Linked DNA regions of Sus scrofa: region 1 is linked to region 2. The links are chromatin contacts, called in public promoter capture Hi-C maps. All regions are on one chromosome and are shown on one strand. Each heading gives the region's core, a stretch centred on a gene start, on an enhancer-like site or on the middle of the called end of the contact. The rest is flanking DNA. Distances are from core to core; before and after follow the strand shown. Region 1 holds the start of MRPS11 (mitochondrial ribosomal protein S11). Region 2 holds the start of DET1 (DET1 homolog).

The links. Promoter capture Hi-C pulls out the DNA fragments that hold promoters and counts their contacts.
Region 1: a contact with region 2 is called in a promoter capture Hi-C map of liver, with 3 times the contacts expected there. The contact joins the promoter of MRPS11 here to the promoter of DET1 in region 2. A contact is called at or near these places in 1 of 5 promoter capture datasets (liver), 5 of 47 Hi-C or Micro-C datasets (embryonic fibroblasts, fibroblasts, liver and 1 more) and 1 of 2 datasets of contacts at active chromatin or transcription factors (alveolar macrophages).

The regions. Positions count from the first base shown.
Region 1 is chr1:191,316,890-191,323,559 of Sscrofa11.1, forward strand. MRPS11 (mitochondrial ribosomal protein S11) reads right to left here and starts at 5,021. Exons shown (of 6, transcript NM_001244528.1): 1 at 4,685-5,021; 2 at 4,435-4,557. The coding sequence starts at 4,749. It overlaps MRPL46 (39S ribosomal protein L46, mitochondrial), which reads left to right and starts at 5,101. Exons shown (of 4, transcript XM_003121860.4): 1 at 5,101-5,361. The coding sequence starts at 5,134.
Region 2 is chr1:191,258,924-191,266,018 of Sscrofa11.1, forward strand. It overlaps DET1 (DET1 homolog), which reads left to right and starts at 4,526. Exons shown (of 6, transcript XM_013993479.2): 1 at 4,526-4,671.

The sequences.
Region 1 (6,670 bases), core at 3,771-6,270, 58 kb after region 2:
TATAGTATCGCCTGGAATAGAGGTCAGCAAACTTTCTGCACTATGACTCCCTTGCATACACAGCCTCAATTCCCTGCCCCATCTTACCTCATTGTACACTAGGAAAACCCCCTGCCCTGCTTAAATCCATCTTCCAGCCAGCTGTCAGAAAAATACACAGTAGTGCTGTTTTCTCTCCGTATCACACTTTCTTAACCTCAGCACTACTGACATTTTGGGCAGAATTCTTTGTTGTGGGGGGCTAGCCTACACATTGTGGGGTATTTAGCAGCATCCCTGGCCTCTACCCAACGAGATATTATTCCCCCAGTTGTGATAACCAAAAATGTCTTTAGACACTGCTAAATGTCCCTCTGGAGGCACAGCTGCCCCAGATTGCAAACCACTGTTTTATTTTAATGATTTCTAACATCAGGTGGGCCCTCAGCACTGCCTGGCAATCACACAGCACATCCTCAGTTCAATTCTCCTAGCCTTGTCTTGGATGACTATTTTATTCCTTCTTTTGTTCCTTTAGTCCTTCAGCTCCTTCCCGCTTCCTCACTGCCAGCTGATGACCTTCACAGAGAAATAGAAGCAATCAGAATTTCTTTCAGCTTCCACCACCAAACATCTGTGCCCACAATCTCTGCCATCTCTCTTGTTGTGATGCTCCACTTGTGTGTTAGCCTCTCAAGGACAGCACACTGGCATCCCCATTCTTTCCCCGCTCTCCTGTGTCATCCCTATCAATAGCACATCCTGTCATTTTCCCAACCTAAAAACAAACAAAAACCTCTTGATCCCAAAGCCTCCTTGAGCTCTTGCCCAGTTCTCTATTCCCCCACAAAGCACTGACCATACCTGCTCTTTCTTCCTGTCTTGTATTCTCCTTGAACCCACTCTACTCAGACCTTAGCCCCCAGTACTTCATCAGAAATGCTCTAGTCAAGTTTCACTAAACCAACTCACAATGTTAACTCCAGGAGCAATTCTATAATCAGTCTATGGACCAATCTTATCAGTGGCATTGTAGAGCTGATCTCTGTGCCCTTGAATCACATTAAAAAAAAAAAAGTCTCCAGATTTTACTACCTCTCTGCAGTTTCCTTCCTTCTCTTTTGCTGATTCTTTCTCATCTTCCAAATCTCTAAATGCCAGAGGTTCCAGGGTTCAGTCCTAGGAACTCTTCTTATCTTTATCTACACTTGCTTTCTTAATGATCTTCTATCTTATCGTTTTGTTTTATTTCTTGTTTTTGGCTTTTTGTCTTTGTAGGGCCGCACCCACGGCATATGGAGGTTCCCAAGGTAGGGGTCTAATCGGAGCTGTAGCTGAGTGTCTGTGCCATAGCCACAGCAGATCCTAGCTGCGTCTGCGACCTACACCACAGCTCACAGCAATGCCGGATCCTCAACCCACTGAGCAAGGCCAGGGATCGAACCCTCAACCTCATGATTCCTAGTTGAATTCGTTTCCACTGTGTCACAATGGGAACTCCCTGTAATATATGGTTTTAAATATCATCTATGTGATTAGTCCTCCAGTGTATACTTCTAGCCCAGATCTGTCCTCTGAGCTTCATTTCTAACCAAATTCTGTATCTCCACTTGGATGTTAATTAAGCACCTCAAACTAGACCTCAAATCCAAGTTCCTGCAGTCTTCCCCAACCTAATGATAATTCTCTCTTTCCAGTTGTTTAGGCCAAAAATTTTTTATTATTATTAATATTTTTTTTTGTTTTTTTAGGGCTTGAACTCAGGGCATATGGAAGTTCCCAGGCTAGGGGTTGAATCGGAGCTCGAGCTGCCGGCCTATGCCAGAGCCACAGCCACAGCAATGCCGGATCTGAGCCGGGTCTTTGACCTGTGCCATAGCTCGCAGCAATGCTGGATCCTTAACCCACTGAGCGAGGCCAGGGATCGAACCTGCATCCTTGTGGATACTACCTGAGTTCATTAACCACTGAGCCACAACGGGAACTCCAAGGCCAAAAATTTTAGTGTTCTTTTGGTCCTCTTCTTTTTTTTTTTTTTTTTTTTTTTTCCGTCTTTTTAAGGCCACGCCTGTGGCATATGGAGGTTCCCAGGCTAGGGATCTAATCAGAGCTGTAGCTACCCACCTAGGCCAGAGCCACAGCAATGCTGGATCTGAGCCACGTCTGTGACCTACCCTACAGCTCATGTAAACAACAAATCCTTAACCCACTGAGCAAGGCCAGGGATCGAACCCGCAACCTCATGGTTCCTAGTTGGATTCGTTAACCACTCAGCCACGACAGGAACTCCTTGGTCCTCTTCTTTTCTCACATCTTACATTAACAAACGCTGTTGGTTCCACTTTCTAACTGTATCAATCTGACCATTTATACTGCCTCCACAGTTGTCACTCTGGTCCAAGCCACCATCATTTCTCACCTAGATTATTATTTCAATAGTCTTCAACTGCTTAGGAGGCTTCTCCCAGCTTCTGCCCTTGTGTCCCTACAGTTCATTATCAACATGACAGCCAAAGAGACCGGTTAAAATGTAAGCATGATCATGTCAACCCTCTAATAAGAATTCTCTATTGGCCCCCCCATTTCACTCAGAGTTAAATCCTCATGATGGCCCACAAGGCCAATAGGATGCAGCCTTGAGTGCCTATTGCAACCCTCACCCTCTTGCCCCACTTTCTATTCTTACTCTTTACCCTACCCTGGCCTTGCTACTGCTCTCAAACACTAGACACACTCCTACAATCTGCCATACTTGTTTTACTTGTTTTCTATTTACTGCCCCCATCCACTTGAAGTTCTCTGGTGTCACAAGACATGTTTCCTTGAAAACTCCATCTTGTCCTTCTTTACTTTATCCCATCTTCTTGTCTTACTTTATCCCATCTTCCTGCTTTGAAAAACAGTCACAGTACTGGTAAATGACTTAAGCTTAAGAACAAAGACCTGGAGTTCCCGCTGTGGCGCGCAGCGGTTAACGAATCCTAACGAATCCGACTAGGAACCATGATGTTGCGGGTTCAATCCCTGCCCTTGCTCAGTGGGTTAAGGATCCGGCGTTGCCGTGAGCTGTGGTGTAGGTTGCAGACACAGCTCGGATCCCGTGTTGCTGTGGCTCTGGCGTAGGCCGGTGGTTACGGCTCCAATTGGACCCCTAGCCTGGGAACCTCCATATGCCGTGGGAGCGGCCCAAAGAAATAGCAAAAAGACAGGAAAAAAACAAAAAAAAACAAAAAAAAACAAAGACCTAAACGCATAAGTGACTTATGTGCCTAGAGGTCAGAGTAAGAGCTTAACCTTTTACCACCTAAGCGGCTTTTTAAATAGTAAAAGAACTTATATAATAGTAAACAAACCCTGTATCATCCACCCATAGCCACTCCTCACTTGATCTCCTCTAAAGAGCACAATAAAAGCAGTGTGGTTTCTTGAGGCAGGGCTCTGGGTCCCTGAGACCTTGAGTCCCCGGTTCCCACCTTTATTTAAGATAAATGTCTCTGTGTCTTGTTTTATGTTAACTATTTTTCCTTAAGTTTCACAGCACCCGTTCTTCAGCCCCATCCTGCTGAGCTGGCCCCAGCACTCTGGAGGCAGAGATTTTTGTGTTTGGTCACCGATGTGTCCCCAACTCCTTGAACAGTGCCTGACACTGCTGAGTGACTACAACAGAATCTTGGCTTAGGCAGCTCTCCACTACTTACAGTGGGGAGTCGGCTACAGGTAAGACCCCGAACATTCTGATTCCTTCTCACCCTGCTGGCCTCATCTGCCATCACATACGTGAATACACTACATTCTTTCATGCTGCATGTCTTACACAGGCTGTTAGCTTTGCCTAAAATGACCTTTTATCTCTTCCAGTTGAACTCCCATTCAATTCAGTTCTTAGCTTCACAGTATCTTCCTAGCACTCTTGCCTGATTCCCTTAGGAGTCAGAACTCGTTCTTTCATACTTCAAAGCAACCACTTCTTACCTCCAGTATACCACTGATCAGATCCTGGTGAAAACGTTTGCAAGTCTTATCTTCCCTGGTAAACTGTGATCTACTTGTGGGGAGAAATGATTGTCTGCATTTGTATCCCCAGCACCCAGCACAGTGCCCGGCACCAAGCAGGTTCTTAGTAAATGTTTGCTAAGTGCATGTGAAGTACAACTAGCACACAGAGGCAGTGGCACTGGTGGAAAGCAGGATGCCAGTTGCTGGGGCTGAGCACAAAAAGCACCCTGGATCTTACATCAACTCTAAAAAGCGCACAATAACCTATAACCTAGTGCAGCCACTTCTCACAACCTCCCTAGGCATTATTTCCACCTTTAGACGAAAAAGGTGAGGTTCGGAGATAAATCTGCAAAAGGTCCCACAGCTGGCAAGCGTCAAAGAATTGGGAAGTCGCCGGTTCTCTGACTCTGGAGGGTAGTGTCAGTCTCCCGAGGGCTGGACACAAGTGGCCCTCACCTGAAGCTGCTGTGGCTCGGAGTCCGAGCCTCCTCCTTGTCCTCAATGTCCAGCTTGGCCGCCGCGTCTTGCAAATGAGGGGCGCTCCTGTGGATGGTGGAGGCCGGCAGTCCAGCCACGATCCTGAGGAGAAGTAAAGCTCGGTGAGATACAGGCCGAACTGCCACTGGAGACCAGGTGGCCCTGGGGACACCGGCAGCAGCACACTCCTGAGGGTGACCGTGGGCTGGGAGAAAGTAATCGTCCTTACCTGGTCTTCGGTGGCCATGCCCATGACTGCAAGAGCCGAGAACCCGCGTTTCTTACAACCTGCATGACTTGAGTTGATCCCCGTCAGCTTCCGTCCACGGCGACCAGCACCACGGTGGCGCCGGAGCGGCGGCAGCACCACGGACGCTTGTGGGGGAAGGTGCAGAGGAAAAGTTACCTGACCTCTCCTCTTGAGGAATATTAAAGATTTCTATTCTCATTTAAATGCTCTATAGTAACTATCGTTGCAAGAGCCAACTGGGAAGCACTCCTCCTTTTCCTAATTTTCTAACAAGAGTTCTTTGCCCACCCCTTCATATTGGAATGGTTCGTTCTAGTAGGTTCGGGACCGACCTCTGCCCGTCCTGTCGCTCCCGCGATGCCTTGTGGGAATATGGGATTGGCCCAGGACCCGCTGTCAGGCGCAGTGCGTTGTGGGAAGGTTGAAAGATGGCGGCGCCCGTGAGACGGACTATGTTAAGAGTGGTGAGGGGCTGGCGACGGTTTGAGGGTCCTTGGGCCCATAGTCTGGGTTCTCGCAACCTGGCCCTTGCGGTCGCACCTTCGAGCAGTAGCTCTCCATGGCGCCTGTTGGGCGCGTTGTGCCTGCAGAGGCCACCGCTGGTCACAAAGCCGCTGACCCCATTGCAGGAAGAGATGGCGGATCTGCTACAGCAGGTGGGATTGAAATGTGGGTCCTGGCTTCAGGGTGAAGTTGGGGAAGCAATAGAGGCACGCTAGCCAGGTTCCAGTTATGATTATGGTACCAAGTTAGTTTGTGTGACTTTGGGCAAGTCACTTTTTTGAAGTTCAGTATACTTACCTGCAAGTAGTACCTACCTTACTAACTTGGTGTAGTACGTAGTAGGTTTCTCTAAAAGGTAGTTCGTTTTCATTGATCTTCTCTATAGTCATCTTAGGCAACTCTTTGGAAATGTTCTCTTTCAACACACAGGGATGCCATGGTGAATAAGATGGGTTCGGTCTCCATCATAGGTAGTTGACAGTTTGGAGAAGAAAAACTCTTTGTGATGTGACGAGTGTTAGGAAAAGGCAAAAGGCTCATATATAACATAGCTTTGATAAAGTCTACTTGTGTGAGGGGCAAGTGAAGAAACATGGGCAAAAACGGAGAAGTGGCTATGAGGGTCTTAAATCCCTATAAATAATTATTAAAGGAAACTATGTTTACCCATAACCTGAGATGTTTTTGTTTTGGCTATCAAGAGGTATAAACTACACTTCTGTGCTTTTTACTTGGTCTGTTTATTTATTCTGCAGATATTTTGTTAATCACTTCACAGATAATCATTTAGCACCTGCTTTTTACAGATTTTGTGTTAAGTGCTAGGGATGCAGTGGTGAATAAGACAGACATGGCTCTGGTTTTCAGAGTGCTTCAGTCTGGGGGGGGATAATCAATAATAAAATAATCACATGACTATGGAACTGCAGGATCTGTTAAGTGTTGTAAAGGAAAACACAGGGTATTGTAAGACTGTTAAACAGGGACCTTTAATTTGATTTTAATGGGAGGTGTCATCTTTCTTAAGAAAGTGATATTTAAATTGAGATCTGATGGGTGAGTAGGAATCTCCCAGGAAAGCATGAGGGAAAATATTCTAGGGAGCAAGAATCGCATCAGCAAATTCCCTATGGCAGAAATGTCCTTGGTGAGTGAGATTCTTACCAAAAAATGGCATGACTGGAGGGTGTTAAGTGGGCAGGCAATGCTTTTATTAGGCAAATTTTCTTTATGGCAGTCTTGACCTCCAATCACATTCTAACATTTTGGCAAATATAACTCAACCCCAAAGTGCTGGCGACCTTTTTTCTTTTTCTCTTTTCTCTGTAGTGTTGTTTTTTGTTTGTTTTTATTTTTTGCTTTTTAGGGCCGCACCTGTGACACATGGAGGTTCCCAGGCTAGGGGTTGAATTGGAGCTGTAGCTGCCTGCCTACACCACAGCCACAGCAACGCAGTATCCG
Region 2 (7,095 bases), core at 3,276-5,775:
GAATTCTGACTATAAAGTTGTTTTTTTTTTTTTTTTTTGCCATGCATGGGACATGTGGAGGTTCCTAGGGCCAGGGATCGAACTTGCAGCACAGTAGTGACCAGAGCCACAGTTGTGACAACGCTGGATCCTTAAGCTGCTGAGTCACCAGGGAACTCCCAAGACATCGCTATACATAAAGCTAAAAATTAAAGACTAGACTCACACAGGGAGAAAACATTTGTGGTCCTAACAAAGGCTCAATATCCAGAATATATAAATAGCTATTAGGTATCAATAAGAAAAAATCACAGTAGAAAAACAGACAAAGAATGTGCAAAGGCAACTCATGGTAAAAGTATAAATGGCCAATGAGCATCTGAAAAAAAGTTACCCTCAGTAGTAATCAGGAAAATTCAAGTTAGAACAATGAAATACCATCTTTTGCTAAGGCAACTGGCAAAGATAAGAAAGATGACATACAGCTTGGGAAAGCATGTGGAGAAGTAAGTGCAAATTGGTACAACATTTTTGTAATTAGCATTCACTTTTAAAGCTTGTAAAATGCGGAGTTCCCATCTTAGTTCAGCGGAAACAGATCTGACTAGTATCCACGAGGTTGCACGTTCGATCCCTGGCATCGCTCAGTGGGTTAAGGATCCCGTGTTGCTGTGAGCTGTAGTGTAGGTTGCAGACGCGGCTCGGATACATGTTGCTGTGGCTGTGGCGTAGGCTGGTGGCTACAGCTCCAATTCAGCTCCCAGCCTGGGAACCTTCATATGCTGTGGGTATGGCTCTAAAAAGAGAAAAATAAATAAATAAAATAAAACTTATAAAATACCTAAATTTTGACCTAATAACTTTACTGTTAAATATATGTCATATGTTTATACTTGTGCCCAAAGTTGTATAGAGAAGATTATTCATTGAGGTAGCTCATAAAGGTGAAAATTGTAAGAAATTAAAGGCCCAGAAATAGGAGTATAGATAAATCATGGAACATTCATACTATGGAATAGTGTGCATGAGTTAGATGTCTGTGTGCTGACATAGACCAAGCTCCAAAACATACGACAAATGGAAAGATGAAGTTGTAAAATAACATATAAGGCAATGTCCACTCCTGTCAGAAGAATAAAATGAAGCAAAATCCTATGTATAGATCTCTGTGTTCACCCATTTATAACAATACTGTATAGAAAGGCATGGAATAATAGACATACATTTACTACAGTGGGAGAAGTGGGATCGAAGTGAAGGAGTCACTTTTTCTTTTTTGGTCGCACCCAGGATGCATGTGGAAATTCCAGGGTCAGGGATTGAACCCATGCCACAGTAGCAACCCAAGCCATTGTAGTGACAATGCTGGATCCTTAACACTTTGTGCCACCAGGGAACTCTGGAATTTCACTTTTTATTTCTATATTATTTGCAGTTTTCTAAGAGTGAAGTGTTCCTCTATTATTTGTGTAATTGAAAGTTTGCATATGTGTGTTCATACATTTTTTTATTTGCTTTAAAAATTCGTATAGAAGTTCTCTTGTGGTGCAGCAGATTCAGGATCCAGTGTTGTCACAGCAGCAGCTTGGGTTGCTGCTGTGGTGCAGGTTTGATACCCTACCCAGGAACTTCTGCATTTTGCAGGCGTGGCCAAAACAAAAATTTGTGTAAAAATTGGGTCTTTCACAAACGCAATGGCTTCCCCAACCCCTAGGATACCCATTTCACAGATAGGAAAGCAGGCAGAGAAAAGTGACTTGCCAAGGCCACATAAACCAGTGGCAGGATCTGAGGATGGAGCTGATGTTCACAAAGAAGTTATATCTGGAGTTCCTGTCGTGGCGCAGCGGTTAACGAATCCGACTAGGAACCTTGAGGTTTCGGGTTCGATCCCTGGCCATACTCAGTGGGTTAAGGACTTGGCGTTGCCATGAGCTGTGATGTAGTTTGCAGACGTGGCTCAGATCCCATGTTGCTGTGGCTCTGGCGTAGGCCAGTAGCTACAGCTCCTATTGGACTCCTAGCCTGGGAATCTCCATATGCTGCAGGAGCGGCCCTAGAAAAGGCAAAAAGACAAAAAACCAAAAAAACAAAAAACAAAAAACAAAAAAACCCCAAAGAAGTTGTATTTGTTAGTCTGGGGTGGTAGCACAGGAGTATGAAATGTAATTTCCATCCTCAAGGATATACAGTTTTACTGATAAGACAAATTCCTAAGAGTCCAGGACAATGCGGTCAGCATGGCAAGACACGAGTTAACATTTTTTGAGGCTAAATATGCATCAGGCAGTGTTAAGAGCTTTACATGCTATAACTAATTTTACTCCCCACTGATTCTATGATACAAGTACTATGATTGTTATCCCCATTTTACAGCTGGGGGACCGGGGTACAGCAAGTAACTTGTAAGTGGGAAGTATTGGAGGCTGAACTGACAATCTTGCTGCAAAACTCCCCCCCTCACCTTTTTTTTTTTTTTAAAGAATGGGCTTTTGAGGAAAACTTACAAACCAAGGGTCAAAAGAGAAGGCATGCCCCCATGCTCCTGTAACCCCCTGGGATGACATGCCAGGAGTAGGGCAATATGGACCTACATTTCAGGGAATAGAGCTCCTCTGCTGCTCTCACTTTTGTGGATCAAGCATGAGAGCAAGCTAGAAATATTTAAGCTTCTGGGTGCCGGGCATGCTGCAGGGGAGCATCGGCTTTTGCTGCTGTTGCTGTTATGGACAATTTCAAACCAATACAAAAGTAGGGAGACAAATATGATGAATTCAATGTCCCATGTTGTTTTTGGTCTAAACCACTCCACTTGACAGGAAAGGAAGGGTCTCCTTGAAGAAACTGGGGGCACTTGGGAGTTCCCATCGTGGCGCGTGGTTAATGAATCCGACTAGGAACCATGAGGTTGTGGGTTTCATCCCTGGCCTTGCTCAGAGGGTTAAGGATCCGGCATTGCCATGAGCTGTGGTGTAGGTTGCAGAGGTGGCTCGGATCCCACGTTGCTATGGCTTTGGTGTAGGCCAGTGGCTACAGCTCTGATTAGACCCTTAGCCTGGGGACCTCCATAGGCCGCCGGAGTGGCCCTAAAAAGACAAAAAAAAAAAAAAAAATGGAGGAGCTCCAGAAAGTGTTGCCTCCCCCTTGGTGGGCAAGAGTGGCAGTGGGAGGGGTGAAAGGGTGCTGGAGTGATCCCTGAATTAGGCATCACCTGACAGTCTGAATGGAGAAGTGGAAGGCCAGTACTCCACTCAGAGCTGCTCCATGGCCACCCCAGCAAAAAAGGTGGGGACAATCTGAAATTTAGACTTCCTTCTTCTTCTTTTTTTCCCCCTCTACTTGAGATATAGTCTGTACACCATATCTTCATTTCCAAGAAGAGGAAATCAAGACTGAAGTCAGTACCCAAGAACATTCAGCTTGGGAATGTCAAGACAGGCCAAGAACCCTATCTTTGTTTCCTCTTAGCCATCCTACACCTTCAAGTCACTTATCTTCCTTGAGCCTTGATCACTCATCTTCCTTGATCCTCGGTTTCCTTATCTGTAAATACCAATAAACAGTTCTTCCTCATAGAGGTGCTGTGAACTCTGTGGGCAGAGCCATTCATTTATGGGTTGGGTCTTTGTCAAGCACCTGAAAGATGCCAAATCCTGTTCTAGGGGAGGCTAGAACAGAAAACAGGACAAAACCCCTGCTCTCATGGAATTTACATTCTAGTGGGGGCAAGGGAAACAGAACAAAGAAAGAAATTAAAACAAGAGAAAAAACAGGGTAATATCAGATAGTGATGAGTGCTTGAAGAAATAGCATGATGGTGGTGGAGTGAAAGGAGTCAGGGAAGCCTTCCTGAAGAGGTGACATTTGCTTTGAGGTCTAAATTATCTGAAGAGGAAGACACAGGGAAATCTGGGGGCAGGTTGTCCAGAAATAGGACAAAGCAGAGGTTTTGAGGGAGAAACCAGTTTGTAAGAGACAATGAGATAATGTAAGTGAAAGTCAATTAAAGTTTTCCAGGATTAATGTAGTGCGAGATGCTTTTACTATACATCCACCGTGTGCTAGTTAATGTATTGGGTACAGTGTTCAAAGATCAGTATTTATTTATTTATTTATATCTTTACTGGCCATGCCCGGGGGCATGTGGAATTTCCCGGGCCAGGGATTGAACCCTTGCCACAGCAGCGACTGAGCCACAGTAGTGACAAAGGCGGGATCATTAATGGCTAGGCCACCAAGGAACTCCCAGTTCCTGTCTTTAAAGTGCTCACTGTCTAGGAGGAGACAACAGCTGGTGAAATGGTGCATTTAATCAAGAGACGAAAAATTAATTTTTATTCATGTTTTTGCAAATGCGTCCAGCGGGTGCAGAGACATGACCTTAGATCACCGAGATGCCAGGTTAGGGCTCCTGGTTCAATTTTTCCTTTGCAGCCACTGAAGATAGAGGATGGCTTCTATCCTCCTCCCAACACTAGAGTGCGCTGTAACGTCGCTCATTGACAGCTGGACTTCACCGCGCTCTCCCCACTTCCCTTCTCGCTGCACTGAGTTTCCGGTGGCTCTCGGAAGCCGGGGCCCATAGGTGCAGACGCCGGGTTCCGAGGCATGGCGGGGGCGGGGCCGGGGGAGGCGGACGCTGAGCCGGTCCGGGGGTGCTTCGCCCCGGCCGTTTGAGTCCAGATCGCACAGGTGAGGACTTCTCCTTCCTTGGTCCAGCCTCCAGACCCGCCAGGCCCTAGCCAAGGCCTCCTCGGGTTACCGCCATGGGATTTCCCCCTCCTCGCATGACTCCGCGGCCCCCGCCCTGCTTCAGAATTCTCTTCCTATCGAGGCCCCGCCCCGGGCTTTTCTTTCCGGTGGCGCCCCCTTGGGCCTGTGTACCCGCCCCTAGCTACCCCTTGAAGTTTTAGGCAGCCGACTGAAGGAATTGAGGTTTGTGAGCACCTGCCTGTTTGCGGAGAGACCCAAGAGGGGAGGTCTTACTTAGCACCGCTCAATGAGTTGGTGGCCCAATTTAGCCAGGCTTTCTTCTTTCATTTCATAGATAACGTATTAAACACATGCTTATAGACCAGTCGCAGTGCTTGGCTCTGAGAAAACTAAGGTAACTAAAAGTAGGCATGGTTACTTACTGCCTGGAGATGATAGATTACAGGGGAGTCCAATATTAAACACCTAACCATACAACTAAAAATTCAGATTCAAATTGTGACAATGACTATGGAGAAGAACAGTAAAAGTAATGGTAAAGTAAAAAAAAAAAAAAATCTGTTTTAGAAAGGATGGTCAGAGAAGATTTCGTGAAGGAGATGACCCTTGAGCTGCAACTTGACAAGTATGAACAGGCTAGAGGAAATATATTCTAGGCTGAGGGAACAGCCCCAGTGAATACTTGAGTTGGCAGAGAACAGCGTTCAGGAAAGGAGGCTTACTGTGATGGGCACACAGAATAAAATGTTTGTGTACTGGTAAGGTACATCTAGGGCCATAGGCGTAAGTAAAATTCAGAGATGGAAGTTGCAAGCTGTGAAGGAGAGGTATGACTAACTGGTATATTGGGATTTTATCTGGTAGAGAGGGTGAAAGACTTTTCTAAGGAAGTGATGATTAGGTTGATACCCAAAATAGGTGTTAACTTGGCAGAGTGAAGAGAAGAGCCTTTAGATTGAGGTTAAGAGGACATGTCAGGGTTCAGAGGGAGGAGGTAGGACACCTGCTGAGGAAATGATTAGAGTTAAATGGGAGAAGATGAGGATGGAGAGTCAGAGCTGAGACCTTTGAGGCGTTTGTTTGGCATGGTGAGAATTTTGATCCTTTTCATTAAGAGCAATGGGAAAATACTTGTTTTAATCCATAGGAGGAGGGATGTGCTCACAAAAGCCTTTCGAAAGATCACTCTGGTTGTTCATGGATTAGGAGTGGACAGGAGTGGATTTAAGGAGACCAATTAGGAAGTAGTTGCCATAATGTAGACATGAAGTTAAGAAAATTTGGGGTAAGAGTGCTGGCAGGTCATGATAGAAAGAAGGTGGAGCATTAGAGGATGTTTAGGAGGTAAAATCTCCAGAGTTTGGTGACTGATGAGGTATGGAGGCAGAGGGAAAGAGCTATCAAGGGAGACTCAGGTTTCTGGTTCCTTTTAGCAGATGTGGCTGTATCGTTTACTGGAATAGAAAAAGGGTAGAGGGGTCAGCTTTTGGGAAAAATATCATAAGTTACTCTTTCTTCCTTACTTCTACCTGACTAAAAGAGCTTTCACTGTGCTTTTTCTATGTTGTTTAAAAAAAAAAAATTTTTTTTAAACAAATTTTTTTTTTTTTTTTTTTGGCTGCTCCAAGGGATATGGAGTTCCTAGGTCAGGGATTAGATCCAAGCCACACTTACGAACTAAGCTGCAGCTGTGGCAATGAAGGATCCTTAACCCACTGAGTGAGGCCAGGAATTGAACCGGTATTCTCATGGATACTAATCAGGATCTTTACTGCTGAGCCACAATGGGAACTCAATTTTTTGAAGGTTTTTTTTTTTAATAATAATTTTTTTTTAAAGAATGAAGCATCTACTTTGCCTAAAATGATCAGTGGCTTTTTCTGATTCGAATAGCTAGCATTCTTTCTCTGACTCAGTTATATGCAGTTAGTCTGCTAGGTGGTGTCTGATGCCTTCTGCTGTGCCTGGGCCTTACAAACCTGTCTCATTCCATTCTGCTCTCCCTCTCTGACTCCAAGCCCCATCTTAGGTTGACAGAGTGCCAGGGGCAGAGGTTTCCTGGGCAGTAATTGAGTGAGGCAGTTTTGTGCATTACTTGGTTTTTTAAAATGCCTAAACCTTAATAGTGTGTTTTGGGGACTGTATCAAAATAGTCACATCAACTATGTCACTTTTAGAAGTAGTAGCTGTATAAAACTCAATATCGTGTTTATTGTTCAGGAGTGGGGGATTTTTCTCACTGTATCATGCCAGGGTCCTTTGAGAAAACTCATAAGAGAGATTTCCTTTAAAATCCAGTGCCGGGTAGTTCCCATCGTGGTGCAGTGGAAATGAATCCGACTAGGAACCATGAGGTTGCAGGTTTGATCCCTGGTCTCACTCAGTGGGTTAAGGATCAGACGT